Regions from separate parts of the Zea mays genome. Here region 2 is linked to region 1. The links are chromatin contacts, called in public Hi-C maps. All regions are on one chromosome and are shown on one strand. Each heading gives the region's core, a stretch centred on a gene start, on an enhancer-like site or on the middle of the called end of the contact. The rest is flanking DNA. Distances are from core to core; before and after follow the strand shown.

The links. A called contact is a pair of places that touch in the nucleus more often than the background predicts.
Region 2: a contact with region 1 is called in a Hi-C map of ear, with 2.8 times the contacts expected there. The contact joins the promoter of LOC100276580 here to the promoter of LOC103627405 in region 1. A contact is called at or near these places in 8 of 25 Hi-C or Micro-C datasets (bundle sheath, ear, leaf and 3 more).

What each region holds. Positions count from the first base shown.
Region 1 is chr5:187,688,927-187,692,331 of Zm-B73-REFERENCE-NAM-5.0, forward strand. It overlaps LOC103627405 (BTB/POZ domain-containing protein At2g24240), which reads right to left and starts at 1,719. Exons shown (of 1, transcript XM_008647697.3): 1 at 1-1,719. The coding sequence starts at 1,525. The coding sequence ends at 26.
Region 2 is chr5:187,955,937-187,959,230 of Zm-B73-REFERENCE-NAM-5.0, forward strand. LOC100276580 reads right to left here and starts at 1,293. Exons shown (of 2, transcript NM_001374065.1): 1 at 966-1,293; 2 at 1-111. The coding sequence starts at 1,172.

The sequences.
Region 1 (3,405 bases), core at 469-2,968:
CACGGCTAATCCTGCCGTGACACGGTCAGATGATCGCCGGCGGCGGCGTCTCCCATACGTCGAAGACATTCTCGTCGCTGTGCAGAGCGAAGATGCGATCGCCGCCGATGGAGAAGTCGCAGATGGCGCCGCCTTCGCTGCGGCGCAGCGTCGACGTGAGCACGTGGTCGGGGCCGCTGAACACCGAGATGGCGTCGCCCGTCGACGCGAACAGCTGGCCGCCGTACGTGGCGAGCTTCGGGTAACAGACCTCCTCGCCGAGCGCTTTCGCCTTCCCGCCCGCCGCCAGCTTGCTCCGCGATCGCCACCGCACGCCGCCGGCGCTGCTCCGGAGGTCGAGGAAGCCGAGGTCGTCGTACTGGTTGATCACGCACACCGACCTCCCGTCCTCCATCGCGACGGCGTGTACCGCGTGCTTGTCCTCGAGCGACGCCGGCGTGCCGACGTCGGACCACGACCAGACGACGCTCCTGTCCCTGAAGTCGAGCAGGCTGATGGAGGAGGAGTCGGCCCGCGGGAACATCGTGGCCACCATGAGCGCGCCGGTGCCGTCCAGCCACTGGAGCCTGTCGGCGTCGCCTAGCGCGCAGCCGGGCGGCTCGTAGAAGAAGTCGGCCTGCTCGCCCGTGTTGCGGTCCCAGACGCCGACGCCGTACTCGTTGAGCCGGCCCTTGCAGCTCGCGAAGACGGCGCACCCTGACCCTCCTCCCCCGTCGAAGGCCAGGGCGCCGGCGGTGAACGACCGAGGCTGGCGGGCGTGCGCGACGCGGAAGCGGTGGCGCAGGCCGCCCGTGAGCGCGGAGAAGGCGGCCACGCCGCCGTCGTGGCCGTCGCGGCGGCCGGGCCGCTCCCGCGCGGCGACCAGGAGCGTGGCGGCGTCCAGGTACGCCGCGTCGTTGACCGGCGCGTGGGCGAGGCACACGGGGCGGCGCTCCTCGAGCATCCAGTTGTAGACGCGCACGGCGCCGCCGTGCGCGACGCAGCAGCCGCCGTCGGGCGCGGCGCGGACGGCCGTGCCGTCCCCCGGCGCGCGCCCGGGCACGGACGCCGCCAGGCGGACGCGGTCGCCGTCCAGCTCCCCGAGGCGCGCGGCGCGGACGCGGTCCAGGAGGCCGTAGTAGAGCGCCTCGCGGTAGAGCGTCGCCTCGGGGACGCCCGGCGGCACGTGGAGCGCCCCCGTGCGGAGGAGGTCCAGCAGCACCGCGAAGCACGCCGGGTCGCGGTCGATGAAGTACTCGGCCGCGCCGTCGGGGCACGCGTTCCAGGAGGCGTCCACCATGGCGCCGAGCATGGTGTCCCGCCCCGCGCTGGAGAGCGTGGCGGCCGTCGTCTCGAACACCCGCCCGCCGACGTTGATGCGCACGCGCCCGCGGCACGCCGCGGGAGTGCACATGGCCGATGGATCGCAAAAGGAGCCGCTGTCGCAGGTTATAGTTGGTGCGCACGGCCGTTTTGAATCGTGGGGGATGAGACGGGCAGGAGGACCCGGGTCGCGGAGCTGGCGTATATAACGGCGCGGCAGCATCGTGCGGAGCTGACGTGCCGGCTGGGCTGGGACGGAGAAAAGGAGGCGCGGGCGCGGCAGTGGGCAACGGCAGGTCGGCCAGGTCCAAGAACCTAGAGGATTTGGTCGTCTCGCGCACGACGTCACTGCGCACACGTCCACACCCCGGCGGTTGTTGCGTTGACGCGAGACGGGAGTGGGACAGGGAGGGTATGTTTGGTTGCCTGGCCCAACGCACGACCAGGCCCATTTGAAACAATCACGTCATGTTTGGTATCCTGGCCCAGCTTGGAGGCCTGGCTGAGGCGAGCCACATCTAACTTCGTGGCCAGACCCAATTGAAACGTAGCTAACTTTCTTCGCGTATCAGCCTGGCCCGTGCTCGCCCACTGCGCTAGGGTTCACTTGCCTCTCGAGTTCACTCGCAGCCGCAGCCGCCGCGGCTCTCGCCTCTCCGGTTCACTCGCAGTCGCCATCGCGGAGGCGTTCCAGAGCGGCGGCCACCATCGCCGGCACCTCCACGTGGTCGACCTCGACGTGTCGTACGACTTCCAGTGGCCCTCCTTGATCTAGTCCCTGTCGGCCGCCGCCGCGAGCACGAGCGCGAGAACGAGCAGCGCATAACACGACGGCGACGGCGACGAGCCAGTTTCCCTGCGAATCACCGGCTCCGGCACGAGCCACGACGAGCTGCGGCGAACCAAGGCGCGGCTGGCGCGGCTGCTGCTTCCACCTTTCACGGCCAGTCTCCGGTACTTCTCCGTGGTGTTCGACTCGCTGCACAAGTGCCTCCCCGCCGACAGCGCCGAGAGGATCGCCATCGAGAGCGGCCACCTGGGCGTGGAGATCAGCGACGGGTTGGGTTTTGGTTTGTTAATTAGTTTTTTTATGCTTCTTTAATTTCTTCTTTGATTGATTACATATATAGATTGATTGATTACATATATAGATATATACACCCATGTAAAGTAGATGTCAAACCAGTTATTGCACACGATTGATACGAAGTAGTCCCAAGAGTCGTTTCAAAATTTCACAATCTAAATTATCATTTGGAGAGTCATTTTTCCATAAAATACCACTATCTATATATTTTCAATCTTCAAAAGTCTTTTTATATTTTAGAGAGTCAATCACGTTTTTATATCTTATTTATATTTTAGAGAGCCACATCTGTATCAAATTACTCTCATGAGTTTCTGTTTATGTTTGTTGGTCTAGATACTCTCATGATTTCTAAGGCAATTTTGTTTCTGTCACAAACTAGATATGCATGAGAAACTGGATCTGGATATGGAATTACAAATTGTTTCTGGCAGATTCTATTTATGTTTGTTGGTCTGCCAACAAATTGTTTATGTTGCTACTATAGTTCATATGATTGTAATTCAAATGATTGGATATTCACAAATTGTTGGTCTGCCAACAGTTTCTGTTTATGTTTACAGTTTCTGTTTATAGTTTCTGTCATCAGTACCAAACAATGTGTTTATAGTATCAACTGATTGGATATTCAAATGATTGGATGATTGCAATTAGTTACATTTATGGGTCAAAATCATATTTTTAGTTCAAATCTGCTGTAATTTGTTTAATAGCACTTAAATTTTTTTAATTTGGCGGGAGCTGCATTTTACACATTAAAACTGGTGGCAACCCAATTAGGCTAAGCTAAAAAAAATGCGAACCAAACAATGTATCATATGGGCCTGGTTCATTTTGACCAGGCAACCAAACATTTTAGATGGGCTTTATACATGCGGGCTCCATTGAGCCTGGGCCTCTCACTGAGACAGGCTCATGCTGGGCCAAGCAACCAAACACATCCGGAGTGGCTGGGGGACTCCGCCTCCGCCCTGTGGTGGGGCGGGCGCCGGCGATCACTGGAGTGGGTTGGCCGG
Region 2 (3,294 bases), core at 43-2,542, 270 kb after region 1:
ATCATCATCCAGAGGATCATCAGCTGGTAACGGATGCGGTAATGGTGTCTTCATTGGGCTGAACTTAGGGAAGATATCAGGTCTCCTCCCAGGCTTTGGTCTCTCCCATTCCTAGCAACAATCAAACAACAGAGAAATTAATGTTGATGTCAACAGATCTAAATCACTAGTCATGTTTGAACATTATTTTTGCTAGGCTGGACAGATCTTCCACACCAATAGCTAATAATCATTGGAAAAAGTTGCAACAGATCTGCAATCGCCACTTTGGTTGTACACAAAAAAACATTACCAAGAAAGGCTAGGATCAGTATCTACATACTGTACATCACAACATGTAATACATGCAGTCATACAGTCATGAAGCCATTTACATAGTCAAGCCTTAAAGAAATTAAGAGTTCACCAAAACCAGCTCATGACTGCTCGCCACAACATTCTCTCATTTTGAATCTTTGATGATGAAAGACTCTTACAAAGAAAAACATATATAGAAGCTACACATTCAGAAGGACATTTAGGGCTTATTTGTAGACTGTAGTCAGTATTTAGGAGCGAATATAAAATTGAAGCTCCAAATATCTATCAGCACAACGAGCTACTAGCTGCAAAAGAACCCCAGAAAGTTATAGCAATAAAAGTTTATGTTAGCGCAGATGAAATTATTACACTCATAATAAATCATAGGGTGAAAAATTATCATTTTCGTAAAGGTATCTTCGCCAGAGATATACGAAATGGCAAAACTTAAAAAGTAGATGAAGACCGAATCCACATCCGAAAGCTAAAGCATAGGCATACCCAACCGGAACAACCTGTCCACACCACAACTTACGTAACATTTCTACCGATTTTGCCCGCTCCCTAAACCGGTTATTGGGCAGCCTATAGCCTCCTCCAATCCCACCAGAACAAGCTGCTAAAATGAAATGAACCGATGGTAAGTTGAAGAGCAAGAGAATTACGATGGGGAAATCGAGGGGCGACCGCTTGGTAATCTTCTCCTCGTCGGGGGCCGCGCAGACCACGAGCGTGCTCCACCTGCGCCGCCTACCGGCGAGAACCGGCACACGCGCGAGGGCGGTGACCGACGCGGATACGCCAAAGGTGCCCGGCGCGGGCGCCACAGGCGGGACGGCGGCCGGAGCCGAGAGGCACCACGGGAACGCCATGCGGGAGGGAGCTCAAGGGCCCTAGGTTCGCTTGGGCTGCTGGCTGGATGAGTCGTGCTGGAATTTGGGTTCCGTGTCCTCCTTGCGGTTTGGGTTGAGTACCTACCGGCTGCTTGTGAACCACCGGCGGCGGTGGCGGCTGTCTGTAGAGAGTGGAGACCGCCTTCGGGGCGATAAGAACACTCTTGGAGTCGCCAACACTAGCGTGTACGGGACTCCGATGGTTCTACACGCGGTGCATATTGCAGCCCACAGCAAATTGGGCCCAAGCACCCACTCGGGCCGACTCGTGTCCGCATATCCTGGGCCTCTTGCTCGGGCCGGAGTGAACCAGCAACTAATTCAGCACGACTCGTGTCCGCTCGAGAGACCCGTGGGCCGTGGCGAAGTGCCGACCCGCCATGCAACAGTGACGCGCGCCGCGCGCGGGTGCAGCCGTGCACACGCGCCGCGACCAAGACCCACCATGCCTCCCGGGAAATGGCCGGGGGCCGCATGGCGGCTGCCACCTGCAGCCCATGCACGGGCGGCGACGGTCCCGCCGCGCCTGTGACACGTACGCGTTCGCTGGGCGATATGTTTAATCGCCGAATCCGAGCCCTCTGACGCGCGCATTTTCAAAACAAAAGTCTCGCAGAGCACCCACTCGTCCACTCATGTCATGTCTGATAGTCGCCTACCTGTCAGTAGATTTATTCGACGGAGCAAACAATAGTTAACTAAGCCTTGCCACTGACCAAATAATCCGAACGTGCAACGTGCGCGCGTGCATGCACAGCGTCCAGCTAGTGGAGAAACGCGAGCGTGTGTGCACACGGACGGGACTCAAGTGCCAAACGCAACGCAGTCTCTAGTCTCTACGGGACGCGACGAGCTGCATCTGCATGCATGCGCGCGGCGTCTAGTAGCAAGACATGACATACATGCAGAGGGGGTGGCGGTGGCCCTTTTACCTTTGTGTCTCTCTCAACCCCCCCGGACGGAGCGCCCGGTATTTTTGACCGGCGATCGCGGGGCCCCTCTTTCCTTTGTTTAACCCGTACGTACGAGCACGGCGTAACCGAGGGGGTTAAACGTGCTCTTCAACACCCCTCCCCAGCTAAGCCAGAGATTAGAACCCCGTTCAACGGCATGTGTTTCACTTTTTCACCGCGCGACACCGCCCACCTTTTACTACTAGCAGAGCAGTCATCAGGCAGGCAAGTCTGCTTGGCCAGCGCCGCGCGCCCCGCCAGTCCGGCCGGCTCCGCGACCGCGCGCTTTGACGGTCAAAGCTAGCTTGGGCAGGAAGCACGGGAACCGAGCGCTGGAGCGGTCCGTACGCCAATATTCTATCCCAGGATCAATACGCAGCTCGTGGCCGCCTGTACGTACTGATGCGCTAGCTAAGCTACCCTGCGGTGCGGTGCGGTGTAGAGAGAGAGAGAGAGGAGAAGAAGCTAGGTGGTGCTGGTGGTGGCCGAGGAGGATCCCAGCGCGCGGTGCCTGTCCAATGTCCATGGGGAAGCTACACGGCGCCTCACGTGCACCGTGGAAAACACCAACGGCTGCCTGTGTGGATGCACTGGCACTGGCCCGCGCCGCGCCGGCCGAGAATAGCTGAAGAGCGAGGACCGACATTATATTTTCGGACGGGGCAGGGCGCCAGGGCATGCATTCATGCATACATGCATGCAAGTTGCTCTACGTGCTGCATGCGTTGCATATATTTATAACTACTAGTTAGTTAGATGTCTATACGTTACTAATATAAGTTTTGTATATACCACGTACGTAGATACACTTTTAAAAAAAATAAAGATAGTCATTCAAATATGTTCTCTAAACCTTTACGATAAACATCCGAAAATCCCAAGCGAGAACGATGGTGGTGGGGTCATGCTGCTCATGTCCTCTGCCAACTTTAGGCCTCGCAGACGTGATAGAGACGGTAGCGCCACAAAATGGTTTATATTCATAACACGATTTAGCCTGTGGCCCAACACGGTTTAGCCCAGCCTGAGCATAACACGATCATCGCATGAAAAATATTAGTTTATATTCATTTGTCTTGTCAATCACAAAAAGAGGAAGATTGTAAGTGCAATCAAGCACTACCGGAATTCGGCTCTTTGCCGAGTGC